Regions from separate parts of the Mus musculus genome. Here region 2 is linked to region 1. Evidence: chromatin contacts called from public promoter capture Hi-C data. All regions are on one chromosome and are shown on one strand. The core of a region is the stretch at or near the end of the contact, and the rest is flanking DNA. Distances in the headings are between cores, read along the strand shown. Region 1 overlaps Prmt7 (protein arginine N-methyltransferase 7). Region 2 has its middle 16 kb from the start of 1110028F18Rik.

The links. Promoter capture Hi-C pulls out the DNA fragments that hold promoters and counts their contacts.
Region 2: a promoter capture Hi-C map of liver shows a contact between it and region 1, with 2.1 times the contacts expected there. The contact joins two enhancer-like sites. A contact is called at or near these places in 1 of 39 promoter capture datasets (liver) and 1 of 9 other capture datasets (pancreatic islet).

What each region holds. Positions count from the first base shown.
Region 1 is chr8:106,245,203-106,247,902 of GRCm38.p6, reverse strand. It overlaps Prmt7 (protein arginine N-methyltransferase 7), which reads right to left. Exons shown (of 18, transcript NM_145404.1): 14 at 679-840. Among named protein-coding and RNA genes, the nearest start is that of Prmt7, 35 kb to the right of the region's middle. Within about 2 kb of position 1,277, at least 9 of the 459 cell types and tissues checked have an H3K27ac peak or open chromatin away from gene starts, as enhancers often do. A contact at or near this core is called in liver, where this site is marked.
Region 2 is chr8:106,569,378-106,572,077 of GRCm38.p6, reverse strand. No RefSeq gene overlaps it. Among named protein-coding and RNA genes, the nearest start is that of 1110028F18Rik, 16 kb to the left of the region's middle. Within about 2 kb of position 1,442, at least 35 of the 459 cell types and tissues checked have an H3K27ac peak or open chromatin away from gene starts, as enhancers often do. A contact at or near this core is called in liver, where this site is marked.

The sequences.
Region 1 (2,700 bases), core at 28-2,527:
AGGAGAGAAGGCCCCCAGCACACTCTGGACAGTTCATCTCCTGCCTTAGCCAGGTTAGAATAAGCACACTTTTCTACAGCCACTCTTCAGTCACGAGAGCCAAGACCCGTATGGAAATTCCATTGGGTAAATAACAGAAAAATGCCCAGAAATTAAGAGATGGAAGCATGAGGCTACAGATAGAGCCATTCTCTTACAAGAATATCAAATGTGATTCACTCTCCATTTCAGGTACAAAGCACTTCAAAATCCTTTTAATAAAAAAATGCCTTTCCCAAAATGACTTGGTGACTACTGTGCTTCTGCTTTGATGAGAGAATTAAAATGAAGCTTTTCAATTCCTTCTTGCATAAAAAAAGAGAAGTCCCCTTCTCGGAACGCTCTAACAGCCGCGGCCTCCATTCTCCTAAGAGCACGGCGAGCTGCACAGTCAGAGCGTGCCTCCTGAAACACTTAATTTATGTCTTTAATTATTCTGATAAGCCACAATTGTAAAATGACAACACACAGTCATTTCCATTTCATATGTCAAATTACTGCTTTTTAAAAGTGCAGCCACTGATGCAGAAAAGAAAAGTGTCGTCGGCAGGGCCCAAGCTGCTCCCTCTGCACTCAAGGACTCTCGGGCACACAGCCTCCCCACCCTGTTGCTTTTCCATAGAGTCCTGGGTCACTTACCCTGAACTCCACAATCACGGCATGCAGTGAGGCAGCCTGAGGCATCACCACAGCTCCAGGTGCTAGGTGCTGGTCCACAGAGGTACGGACATACCAGAAGTACAGGTTGTGCCATGGCAGCAGGCTGGTGGTGAAAAAGGGTTCACCCAGGAGGAGGGAGACCTGGCAACAGGACAGGAAAAACCAAGTGTCAGGAGTGAAGCTAACACGTGAGGGGCACTCGGCAATTTCACGGGAGCATGTAACAGTCCGTCTCTCCGTCCATTCATTCACTCATTCATTTACTCATTCATTCCCTCAGTTAACAAATGAGCATGCTCCTGAGGACACAGAGGACAGCAGAACAGAGGAAGGACACAAACAGGGGAGGGGGCAGTCGTCACTGGAAAGAAGCCGCGGTTAGTGCATGCAGGCGCTTCAGAGAGGGCTTCCTGAAGGAATTCTGCCAATCCACAAACGACTGTTTCACCCCAGTGTATCCATACCAGATGAACAACATGTCATTGTCAATGAACCCAAGCAGATGTGGACACTGGCAGCAAGGTCCCTGGCAGACGGCATTTCCATCACCATTTGTGAAATAAGCAAACAGATTTATGTCTAAGAGTCAGAAGTCAGACCGAAGGGCAGAGACCAAGCAAGGGTGTGAGTGAGAGCAAGGCCCTCTAGACCTAAGTCAGGAGAGGATGTGGGCAGGCCAGCAAGAGGAGTCCAGACCAGCCAGGATCCAAATAGCTAAGGAGGCCCAACTTGCCCTGAAGGCAAGAGGCCTTCCTAAAAGCTTTAGCCAGGGATTCAAAAGATAGAGCATGTACTTTAAAAGATCCTTCTAAGGACCATGAGGTATACAGGCAGAACACTGCAAGTAGAAAGGTGACTGGCGACACTCCAAGGGAACGTTACAGCACTCAGGCTGTGTGGGTCGGGAAAGCCCAGGCAGGGTCTGAGACTCTCCATGGCCTCAGTGAACGGGAAGCAGAGGACGGGCAATGGACACAGCACAAGTCAGACCAGGGTTCACCCTGAAACTACAATGTATATGGAGCCTTGAATATGTTAAATGTAAGAAGTCAGTTACAAAGGGCCATGTAGTATATGATTTCAAATATATTATTCATCTAGAATAGGCAAACCCCCAGAGACAGAGAGTAAACTAGTGGCGGCCTAGAGTGTGGGAACACATGAGTGTGGCCACCAATAGAAAAAGAGTATCTTTGAGGGTCATAAAAATGCCCTCAAGCTGACCTGGTGATAGCCGCATACTTCACAGTTACCTCACTTGGCCATACACTTTAAATGAGTGACTTGTATGCTGTATGGATAAATCCCAGCTGTCATTTTATAAAAAGCATGAGGGGAAATAGGCAAGAGGCTTACACACATCATCAACTGAGACTTACACACAGCTGACAAGAACATGAAAAGATGCTCACGATTACTGGCTATCAAGAAGAAACAAAGTCAAAGCACAACGACAGCGAGTGTGTTCCCACTCAAAAGGAGAGGACACACAAGGAATCCTCGCACACTTGCTGGACAACAGTGCAGCAGTCGTTGCTTCTTTTCTTTATAATGTTCTTTTCTTTATGTGCATTGGTGTTTTGTCTGCGTGTATGTCTGTGTAAATGTCAGAAATGCAACTGGAGTTACAGACAGCTGTGAGCCACCATGTGGGTGCTAGGGATGGAACCCAGGTCCTCTGGAAGAGCAGCAGCCAGTGCTCTCATCTCCCCAGCCCTCAGTGGCTTCTTAAGAAGTTACACACCCATCACTGGAAAGAGAGGCCCATTGGACACGCAAACTTTATATGCCCCAGTACAGGGGAACGCCAGGGCCAAAAAGGGGGAGTGGGTGGGTAGGGGAGTGGGGGTGGGTGGGTATGGGGGACTTTTGGTATAGCATTGGAAATGTAAATGAGCTAAATACCTAATAAAAAATGGAAAAAAAAAAAAAAAAAAAGAAGTTACACACAACTAGCCATGGTGACACAGGCCTTTAATCCCAGAACTCGGGAGGCAGAAG
Region 2 (2,700 bases), core at 193-2,692, 320 kb before region 1:
TGGCTTGCTTTAGGCTTGTTCAGTTTGCTTTTTTATACAACCCGAGATCACCTGCACAGGAGCAGCACCTTGCAATGTAGGTTGGGCCCTCCCTTGTTAATCGTTAATCCAGAAAATGTCTCTGCAGGCTTGCCTGAGGCGAACCTGATGGCGGCATTTTCTCAATTGAGGTTCCTTCTTCCCAGAAAACCCTACTTGTGCCAAGTTGACAAAAATCTGATGTGAAGAGTCACCATCTTTAACCAGGGATCAAGGTGGTCCAAGAGATCATCCCTTGTCCCCAGCCAGGTTCTTGTCCTGCCCTCCTCCAGTAATGGAGTGGGCAGACTGAGAGGAGTGTGACTGGGAGGTGCTTTATTATCAGTTTGAGATTAATGGTTTTAAACAGGATCAAACAACTTAAAAGAGACTGTAAGGTAAAGTCCTTTTTCACAATTAAGTTCTTTAAAGTACGAAGGTTTTCCTGTTGACAATCATTTCAAACTATAAATTTATGGATAAATATGTGTGCATATGATTTGTTTAATTTTGTTTTGTTTGAGACAGGGTTTCCCTAGGCAGTCCTGGCTGTCCTGGAACTTGCTCTGTAGATCAAGCTGGCCTGGAACTCAGAGATCCACCTGCTTTTGCCTCCAGAGTGTTGGGATTAAAGGCGTGTGCCACTAAGCCCAATTTTCAAACTTTAAATACACACACACACTCACTCACTTTAAGTTTTTAGATTTATTTATTTTGTGTGAGTGTGTTTGTCTATGAATTACATGTGTGCCTGATGCCCAAAGAGGGAATTAGATCCCCTGAAGTTGGAGTTCCAGTTGGACTGAGTCCCCATGATGCTGGGAACTGACCTTGCTGTCCTCTCGAGTTCTCTTAACCACTGAGCCCATATCTCTAGCCACCTGCAAATTGAAATTTAAATGAACTCCTCACATTGTGGGGTAGCCCACATAATTCTAGAGATGATCCTTGCAGAGAGCAGGATGGCCTTACTCACAATGCTCTGAGGGACTCTGTGAATGGGCAGGAGGACAGCTCTCACGACAGGGAACCTTCTCTCCTGTAAGGCTTAGGGCTCTAGCTGTGAATTTACTGCCCTGTCACCCTGCTGTGTGGTTCATCATTTATGCTCCCACTTTTGAGTGGGAGTTTTCTGAAGTGCTAATGCCGGAACCAGGGCAATTCACACCACTCGCTGTACCATTGAGCTACCAATATACTCAGGCTTTCGAGGGATTCTGTGAGCTCTTTTAAAAGCACTCTCAAGCAGCTGGTCACCCATGCTTTCTTCTCTCTAACCTCTGTCCTTATAGACACAGGAGAGCCCTATCTATCTGAAATCTTATTTTCCTGCCTCTGCATCCAGTTTACTGGGATTATAGACCTGTAGCACCTGGCTCACGCTCGGCACATGTTGATTATTAACTCAGCAAATGAGCTGGCCGGTTTTTATGGTTAATTTGACACACACAACCAAAGTCATTTGGAAAGAGGGTGCCTGTGGCCTTGTCTGTGGGTCATCTGTCATGGTGGATGATAGATGTGGGCGGGCTCTAGTGGGTGAGTGCACCATCCATAGGCAGGTGGGTCTCCAACCTATATGAGCAAGCTCTAGCTGTTCAGTGTGCCAGAAAGCAAGGCAGTAAGCAGTGTTCCTCCATGGGTTTTGTTCAGATCTTGCCCTGAATTCCCTCAGTGATGAACTGTAACCTGGAACGGGAAGTTAAATGGCCCTCTTCCTTCCTTAAATTGCTATTGTTGGGGCTGGAGAGGTGGCTCAGTGGCTAAGAGCACTGACTGCTCTTCCAGAGGTCCTGAGTTCAAATCCCAGCAACCACATGGTGGCTCACAACCATCTGTAATGGAATCAGATGCCCTCTTCTGGTGTGTCTGAAGACAGCAACAGTGTACTCGCATACATTAAATAAATAAATAAATTTTAAAAATTGCTATTGTTCAGAGTGTTTAATTACAACAGTAGACTAGACTAGCACAGAAATGAAGCCTGGGGCTGGGCATGATGGCGCACGCCTTTAATCCCAGCACTCAGGAGGCAGAGGCAGGCGGATGTCTGAGTTCGAGGCCAGCATGGTCTACAGAGTGAGTTCTAGGACAGCCAGGGCTATACAGAGAAACTCTGTTTCAAAAAACAAAAAGCAAAACAAAACAAAACAAAATAAAATTTAAAAAAGATAGAAAAGAAATGAAGCCTGGGAAGGAGACAGAGGTCTATAAACTAAGCACCCAGGAAGATGAGGCAGGAGGATAGACCATTTGAGGCCAGATTATCCTACAGTGAGACCCCGTCTTAAACATAATAAGGGTCTTATTTTGATGGGAAAGGGAGTATGCTACGGATTTAGGTCAGTTGGTAGAGGCCTTGCCTAACACACACCAAGCCTGGGTTTTCTCCCCAGTTTATAAAAGCTGGGGTGGGGATGATACATAAAATAAAGTAAAAAATTCAGGTATTCAGCACTGGAAGTAGCTTGTGGATCTATTTGTCTTTAGTGTAAGCACAGAATATTTCCATCATTGCAGAAACTTCTATTGGACAGCATTGCTTTTGGAGTTTCTCTACATATTTAAGTTAAATAACAACAACAACAAAAAAATCGTACCATCTTACTTTCTCCATTTCTCTCCAAAGGCATTGCCCTTTAAACACAGATCTCCATTTTTCCCTGTCTGCCAGTTCTCCTG